2 separate regions of the Rattus norvegicus genome follow, and region 1 is linked to region 2. Evidence: chromatin contacts called from public Hi-C data. All regions are on one chromosome and are shown on one strand. Each heading gives the region's core, a stretch centred on a gene start, on an enhancer-like site or on the middle of the called end of the contact. The rest is flanking DNA. Distances are from core to core; before and after follow the strand shown. Region 1 has its middle 62 kb from the start of Ppp2r2b. Region 2 holds the start of Ppp2r2b (protein phosphatase 2, regulatory subunit B, beta).

Evidence for each region. A called contact is a pair of places that touch in the nucleus more often than the background predicts.
Region 1: a contact with region 2 is called in a Hi-C map of liver, with 4 times the contacts expected there. The contact joins the enhancer-like site here to the promoter of Ppp2r2b in region 2. A contact is called at or near these places in 4 of 12 Hi-C or Micro-C datasets (hepatocytes, kidney and liver).

The regions. Positions count from the first base shown.
Region 1 is chr18:35,224,682-35,229,033 of GRCr8, forward strand. It overlaps a transcript of Ppp2r2b not described here. Among named protein-coding and RNA genes, the nearest start is that of Ppp2r2b, 62 kb to the left of the region's middle. Within about 2 kb of position 2,665, at least 14 of the 93 cell types and tissues checked have an H3K27ac peak or open chromatin away from gene starts, as enhancers often do. A contact at or near this core is called in hepatocytes and liver, where this site is marked.
Region 2 is chr18:35,163,195-35,167,585 of GRCr8, forward strand. It overlaps Ppp2r2b (protein phosphatase 2, regulatory subunit B, beta), which reads right to left and starts at 1,822. Exons shown (of 9, transcript NM_001402382.1): 1 at 1,062-1,822. The coding sequence starts at 1,131.

The DNA of each region.
Region 1 (4,352 bases), core at 1,415-3,914, 62 kb after region 2:
CATATTGGGTTAGTGGCTGCCCTCATTCAATGAGAACGTCATTTGACTTGATAACCCCCGTAAAGACTCCACTCTTAAGGTCATGTTCTGAGGCACTGAGGCTTAGGACTTGAACACGTGCTCCTGGGGGACTAATTGCATTGTTTTCTTTCTTTCTTTTTTTTTTTTGCATTGCTTTCAATGCAGCAATCATGTATGTTTATTCTAAAAATTTCGAAGAAAGTAAAAATGCTCTAAATTTCTCCTTTTCCAAAGCTCATGTTAACAGACTTTCTTTGCAAATATTTTTCAAGAATTTTTTGTTTTGTTTTCTTTAAGAAACCAAATTCTAGAATACAGATATTTGGAGATGTGTACCGTTTCCTTCAGATGACAATAAAGTTTGCTGTGATCCCTCTCATCTCTCCTCTCCCCTCGTCCTCCCTCCTTCTACCTTTCTCTGGGGCATACCATGCTAGGGAAACTACCTGCTTTGGATAGACATTTATAGACCACATGAAAAAATGTCCATTTTAACATATTTTATCAAATTGTTTTCACAAAGGACATATTAACTTTACTCTCACCAATAATATGTAAGCGTTCTAGTTTTTCCCTATAGATTAGAATTGCCAATAGAATATATAACTTTAAAACTTAAGATTTATGAATGTCTAAAAGCATGTTCTTCTAGAAATTCTAAATCTTCATTCTTCACTATTCTAAGGTAATGACTACAAACCCATAATTTTGTTTAACAGCTTAATAATTTTATTTTTATAAGTTTTTAGTCTATTTTCTTGGTGTTGAGGAGTAGACACAAGGTCGTATGTGTGATGAATGTATTCATCCTTAATCCTGACCCTTGAAGACTGTGGGTGGGGTGTAGAATTAAAATCCAGACCTTCTTTTACTACTTATTCTTTTACTACTTATTCTAAACATTTGGGTTAAGTGGGACTATAAATGGAGAAACTCAGTACATTCCTGTTCACCTTTTCAATAGATCAGGTTTCTTTAATAGAGAGCTGTCTATTACTTCACAGAACGAGCGTTCAGGAAGGCAAGGCTGATCTGACGGTGAGCAGCCTTTCAGCTTCAGTGTGCAGAGTTAATTGAATTTCTATACATTCTTGGTAAAACCACTTCCTTTCTCTCCTGAAAACAGACTATGGATTTTGGGAAAGTAAATGGCTTTGTACGGTTAACCCTGACTCTATTCTCATCAAGGGCAGCACTGATGAACATGGATCTTGCAAGCAGCAAAGACATCCAGTTCATTCGCAGACCATCTCAGAGCCTTTTAGAGTGGACTCTGAGTTAAGAACCCCTTGGAGAGGCAGTAATCACAATGTGATTTTAAAAAAAATAGTAAACAGCCTAAGCACAGACTGGGACAGCCTTTCCCCAGGGAAATTCTGTAAGGACACATGAGATGTTCCACATCACACAATGTCTTCAGATAAAATGAAGACAGTATTCCCAAGCATCTTCCCCCTGGCCTCCCAGAGACTCAAGACTGAGGAGCACCAGTCTTTACACGGTGTCCACTGGGTCAGTGAGTGATTCTACACCAACCCCTGTTCTAAGAGAGGCAGTGCCAATCAATGCCTTGTCTTGATGGATGTGAGTTTATGCCAGTGATTTGCTATTTAACTTCAGAGAGCAGCCTCCTCTTCCTTATCTCTTTACATAAGCAAATGAATACAAATTAAAGTTTTAATCTCAAACTGAAACGTCAATGGTATTTTCACTACAAGGAGTTTCATAATGGTCTCATTACCGTTCCTAAGTGTAACACACTGAGGCGTTTAAATAGCTGAATTGTACTACATATATTCTTTGAGAACAGGTACCCAGGTAACCATGGCAATTCTGTCTCGAGGCAGGATGGGAGTGGGGTGGGAAACCATTTCATTAATTGAAGGGAAGGGTTTGAAAAGGGAATTATCAAGCTGTAGATCAGAGAGAGGGAGAAAGAGAAGAAAAAATACCGTACATTTCAGTCTTGTTTTTGTCTCATTATTAAATTATGTAACCTAGAGAAACTCAAAATGATTTGAAAGGTTCAGAGAAATTACAAGATTAAATGACAGTGCCATTCTTAGCCTTTCTACATTATTTTCAAGGTTGACCTGTACCAGATTTTATTTAGTTGGGCTTTTATATGGTTTGCTTGGAACCTGATATATCCTGAGAAGACAGAATTGTGGCCAGTGACCCAAAAGGAAGACCCACATCAGTAAGAGAGCTCTGTGGACTCAGTTAGAGACTTGCATGTTTCAAGGTGTTAGTACCTGGGAAAACTGTTCATCAGTAAGGTTTTTTTCAACCCAGCATCCCTGCCTTCCTATCTCTTGATAATTATCAAGATTAAAAGAACATTTTTGTTGTTTTAAACAAAAGGCAAGGAGATATTGAAAGAAAGGTATCTTGGTGACATGCTGAGAAGAAATGTCAGATCTGGGTTTTCAGCTCAGCTTTCACTGTAGGGCTGCTGCGAACCAGCGTAGGATGGGCATCTGGGATTTCACTCAGTGTGCCCGTGCAGCTTGCAGCTTTGACAAACATGCCAGTGGGCAGTTTAGGATTTGTGAAAACCCAATTGCCCAAATAAACAATCTGACCTCTAAGGCAGGTAGGCTATACTTGTGGAATCTCTTTTCCAGTCAGGCCAACACAGAGCACTGTGGTGCCCCAGGTGACTCCCTCCCACCCCCAAAGAACATCTGATTCAGTGCTCTCTGCACAGTCGGCCATTGGGTAATGCAGGTAGAAAAAGAGACAATGTCAGGTGCAACTATTACCAAACAGGGAAGTCAAGACTCAAATACATTTTGTAGATTCATTCCTCCAAGGGTAAATCCACTTCTAGTCAGTCACTGGGACAGGCAACATTATTTACAGACCTCAGGAAAGCAACCTAAAACTGGGTGGATAATTATTAACCAAATGGATTTCATTTTAAAACAAACATTTCTTTCTGCCAAACAGATTTTTGTTTTGGAAAGCAGCTAACTCTGGAGAACGGGGCCAGAAATTGCCGTCTGCATTACAATAGCTCTTTGGGTGCTATCCAACTGCAGCATGCTCACCACCTTGCTCTGCTCGCAACCCAGAGGCTCTTGGTTACAGGGAGCTGCAGCTGCTGCTTATGGAGCTTCCAGGCTGCAGCACCTGCAGAGACAATGGTGAATGGGCTGTCAGAGGACCTGTTTTCTTAGGGTGCAGAGAACACTAAGGCAGGCACTCTCAGCTTTGTTATCATAGGTGACCCCTTGCCCGTGAGATCTCTGGGATAGGCAAGGCGTGTCATGTGGGCTTCTACCAGTAATGTTTAACTTAGACAAATATTGGCTCTGGGCAATGAATGAGGGTGACCAGAAGGCCGAGTGAGTGAAATTTCTCACATCTGGTTTGCTATGAGTTTATTTTTTTAAATCTCTTTAGTTTTTATTTAACTGTGTGAGTGTGTGTGTGTGTGTGTGTGTGTGTGTGTGTGTGTGTGTGTGTGTGCCTGCCATCAGTTCATGTTTAACATTTGTGGACATGTAACAGGGGAGGACAGAATAGGGTATCAGATCACAAGGAACTAGAATTATGTGGTTGTGAGCCACCTCATGGGTGCTCAGAAATGAACCCAGGCACTCTGTAAGAGCAGCACATGCTTTTAACCGTGGAGCCATCTCTCCAGCCCCCACCTTTTAGTTTTTGAGCCAACCCTGCTATTAGTCACAGGGACTCTATAAAGTGATTCATTGAGAAGCTTTTTTTTTATTCCAGTGTTCCATTTTCTAAACTGCAGCCACTTAAGCCACAGTCTTCCATAAAAGAACATACAATTAGCCCGTAGCTAGCGTGGCAGAACTCCCCCAAGTGCACATTTCAGCTTTCTGCTTGCTATACTAAAGTCAGATATAAATGCCCTTTTCTTTCCCTCAAAAGCATCTGTGGAGAATTTTACTTGGCATGTGGCAGGGAGTGATGCTTGAATCCTTGGCAATTTGTAGCTTCCTTTCCAGTTCTGGGATCTAAGTACCCAACGTACATTCTGGTAAAGTTTCCTATTTGAGACTTGGTATAATCTGTTGTGTTGCTTTTCAGACCCCAAAGGCTGTTTGCTTAGTCTTGGTGCATCTGATGACCGTAGGTATCTACTGCAAGTGGTGAGTATTTTTATTATCTGAAATCACAGTAGAGCCTCTAGGTCAAGAGATTAGGATTTGTCACTGTATGTGGCTAGATGCAGAGTTGTGTGGCATCTATACAACCATTTCCTAGGTCTGATTTGCATTGCAAATTAAGATGCTAACCAGAGGTCCTGAGGAAAGAATATAAATAAAACATGGCATCACTACTGCATGCTCAATTCA
Region 2 (4,391 bases), core at 572-3,071:
TTCCCCAAGCACTTTCCCACGCGTTTTCTCACATGGCCATGGCCATAGGTCAATACAACACTTCCTTGCCGAAAATCAACATCTACAGGTAGAAAATAAAGCTCGAATGCAAAAGTTTTGTCATTCAAATAAAACTAAAACGTTTTTACTCAGTTCATACACAAAGGGCAGGAAGCAGTCCACCTGCTGACTTTCCCTGACTGCCTGCCCAGCATTTAGGCTGATGTCAGAGCGAGCTGGCTGAAAGGAGAGAGAGCCAGCAAGCGAGAGAGTGAGCGAACACAATTTCACCTCTTGGCAAAGCTCAGCTCGCTGAACCCTCCTGCTTTCTGCTGGCTGTTGATTCAGCAGAAAGTACTGCTGCAGAATTCATAATGGTGATTTTTAAAGGCCCCATGGATCCAGATCCCAGTTGCTCGCCCCACGTGTCAGCCTCGTTCTCTCGCCGCGAATCATGATTCCCCAGCTACCTTTTAAAATTTTCTGGCTATCGTACTTTCAAGGGGAGAGGGCTCCCCCACTTTTGCTAAAAGGCCGTTAGGGGGTTTTGATTGTCTGAGCAGGTAAACCAGCGAGCCAGAGAAATGAATGGGCAAGAAATGAAGCTATATTCTTACTGCAGTCACCGAGAGCCACACATCACTGTACCCAGAGAGGGGTGGACCAAGGTCTCACTGGGCCCCTCCCTTCTCATCTCAGTCCAAGATTCTTGTAAGCGTCTTGGGACAAGAAGGTGTCATCTGCTTCGTTGGGATCATCTGCCTGGGAGCCGCACCCTGAAAAGCCTCATCCCTAAAGGCCATTTTAACTCCCGGGAGCACCTGGTCCACCTGCTGCTGAACGTGGGGCACCAGTGACCGAGAGCCCGAGCCTGGATGGATGTGCCTTACCCCTAACCCCTCTGGCGGCTTGGGTGAGAGCCTAGCCTGAGCCTCCGCCCAGTGCTCCAGCCCTAGAGCCTGGAGGAGTCTCTGCCACTAGGCGCCGGGCCACTGGTGAAGCACAGCTATCCGCAACTTGCACCCGACCCCAGCGGCGGAATGCGGCCGAGCTGGCATTACCTTCGGTTGCATAGCTGTGGTCGCGCAGGAAACTGTTGTTGATTTTGCGGGTATCAATGTCCTCCTCCATTGACAGCAGGCTTACTTGCGTGGGAACCAGAAGCCGGCAGACAAGTATCCATGATCCCACCCCGCAGCCAGTCTCACAGGAGAGGGGGGCAGGGGAGCCAGTGGGACTGCACCATGGTCCAAGCCTGAGGAGGAGACGGGGAGGCGGAGAGAGAAGAAAATAAAAACCCGGCAATGGAGCTGTCACCTCCTCCACTCGGTTCTCCGCGGATGCGGTGGCTCCTCCCGCACGGTGCGCTCACTTCAGCTCCAATTCCCAGCGAGGATGCTGCGCCTGCCTCCTCTGCCTCTGGGTACCAGGAAGCTCTGTGTCCTCCACGAGGGGTCTGGTCCTGCCCGCCCACCCCGGAGACGTTCCCGAGTAGGGCTGGGGAGATGCCCAACAGGTTCCCCTTGGCAGGCAGCGGCTCCAAAATGCAAAAAATAAGAACCCTCCTCCCCCTGGGAGAGCGGGCAGCCGCGACAAAATGGTGCCTTTCCGGACCCACACTGCAGGGGCGAGATGGCAGGGGCAGGATTCAGGCTTGCCTTGCTGAGATGAGGGTGCTGGTCCCACGGGAGGGCGGCTCCCGCAGACGGGGGCTAGGGAAGCTGGCGGGGAGCTAGGCAGGGCGCTGTGGCCGGCGCCAGCGCTCTCACCCTCACACCCACAGGGGCGCACTCGCAGCTGCTGCTGGTGCTGCTGCTGCTGCAGGAGGCTGGAGGCGGCTGGTGCATTAAAAGCGAGGCTCCTCCCAACCGCGTCAGCAGCCCCAGGACTCTTCCCCAGTAGCAGTGGGAGTCCAGGCAGAGGCTGCGGCTGCTCTCTGCTGCAGAGGGGTGCAAGCAGCAGCCAAGGACACCTGGACAGCAAGTGGGAGCGTGCAGGTTCACTGAAAAGAAAAAGGCGTGGATGAGCTGTTCCAGTATCTCCCCTCTGGTGCCATACAGCCAAGGGTAGGGGCTGGCTTGTGCTCAGAGGCTCTTAGCTCACTCATTTGATCCTGACGCCTGCCTGCACTTCATTCAGGACAGTATTTAGTAGTAGGTTCCTTTGGGTAGAAGTCCGCATCTAGGTTCCTTTTGTTAACCGGATATGATGTAGACTGCCCCTTGTTGAAGTTCAAGGGTGAGGTCAGGAGCTCCAAGCCTGGAGAGAGCTAGAAGAGGAGCTTATTCAAAACTTAGCCCTTCAAGCTTGGAGTAGAAAGCAGAGCAGGGGCCAGAACTTTGATACTGCCATCATGGTCGATTCCTTTCCAAGCAGGCTAACATCTGTGAGAAGCTGGTGTTCAGAAACGTATCAGTGTCTACAGGCAGAGACAGTCTGCACAGTACAGGGCTGAGTTATGGGTCAATATACCCAGCCTGAAGAAGCACACTCTCTGTAGCCCTTTGTGTTTTGTTTTGAACAGACGGGTGGAGCTTCATGCTCAGTTGTTCGGACGCCTTCTGTGTGCCCTCAGTATGCTAAGTCCTTGAATGCAGAGAGGAGGCAGGGACCAAGGTGAACCACTATGATCCAGATGGAATTTAAGGGCACAAAAGGGGGTACCCCGTCTTCTCACTTCAACTCAGAGGAAAGGCAGGGTTCACTTTCCAGTCCACATTTCCCCAAATTGCAAATACTACATTTGAAAGAGTATGATATCGATGCTGTTATGAAACATAAAATAATTCAGTGGCGCAGTTCAAACCACTAGATGAGCAATTTGGAGAAGAACTTTCCTCATGAAGTACTGTTCATTTCTATGGGTGTCACTGTAGGGAGAGACATCAGCAAATGTCTTGCTCAGTTAAGCTCTGCGAGTTTAGCCAGATGGGCCCTGAGGGACCCGTGAGTTAATTATATACATACAATGAATGCTTCAGCTAACACAATTTAGAAAGTATTTGAAGTTCCAAAACGGGCTGGGGGGGGGGGGCAAGTCCTTAACTGAGGCTGGGAATTGCCACTAGGTTTCTAAGAAAAAAATAGATGTTTCTGGTGGGTGGAAAATGGTATTGTTTACAAGTCCAAAAAGTAACTGCATCTCTTGGGGGGAAAGATAGGGCGGAAATGTTTCCCCACAATCAGGAGTTGAAAGGCAAGCTTCTAGTAGATTCCACTTTACTTTCATGTGGCAGTTAAGTCCTACATGGTTGTTTGATTGTTTTTTCAAAGGCGATGTGTGAAATTCAAGTAGCAGAGAAGACTTGGTACAAGCTTGTTCAGTCCACTTGAGTATTGCTTGTCCGAGTGGCATCTTCCATGTCCAGCTGGGTGCCTCACGGAGGCTGTACAGTCCCACAGTCCTTTCAGCTTCTCTTGGAGATTAGCATATGGTAAGGAAGGATCAGAAAGGAAAGATAAGTTCATCTCTGGGTGCATCGTGACGCTAAGATGTCTTGCCTTCAGTTGAAATGATTTTTGGCTGTGGCAGCAGGGTTTAGGACATACTGGGAAATTCATCCCTTGTCTTTATAGGACATGGTATGGATTGACATAGAGATGTATAATGGACTAAGAGGGCTCACGTTTATTGGCCAGACTGGGTTTGAGGAATGTTCCCTAGTAACACATGAGAAACATAACCTTTCTCCAGCCTCTAAGTCTACTAAATTCTTCCTCTGGCATTCCCTGTGGTATTCTGCCTTCATTTGCTCAACAATACATAAGACACAAGAAATAAGAAGGCAAATGAGAAAGGTTCCATTTCTACTCATGAAGAGGATTTCACAGTTCTGAATGGAGACTTCTATTCACTGAAATCATACCATAAACCTCCACTATTCTTTATTTTCACAATTAGTTTTGTTCTCTTCATGATTCTTTATTTTCCAGTATTTTATTATTATTGTCAAATATTTTCATCATGTATCTAGTATTAGGTGCCTGCCACTTAGAAGTTGTTTGCTCATATTTATTGAATCGTTCTATACAGTGAACAAATAAGTAAATTACTGAATATGATTAGTGGTATTTAGTCTTTTGCTACTCTAGTCATGCTAAAAATCATGAAAAAATTTATTGCCCATTTTGCAGAGATTATAAGTATAAGTTAGCTTATAATCTCTACTGCTATGGGAAAAATTGTTCCCATTGAATCCTATATGTATGAATACCAAAATTATTTAACATTTGACATATGCTAGGACTGGAGTAAGTACTGGAAATACAGACAACATGAAACTGTTCTTTCTTTCACAGAAGAGAGTGAGCTTTGAGAAACTACACATACTATAATCAAGCCAGTTGTGGTGAGTAGAAGTAGAAGGAGCCTAAATTCAAAGTTAGTATGG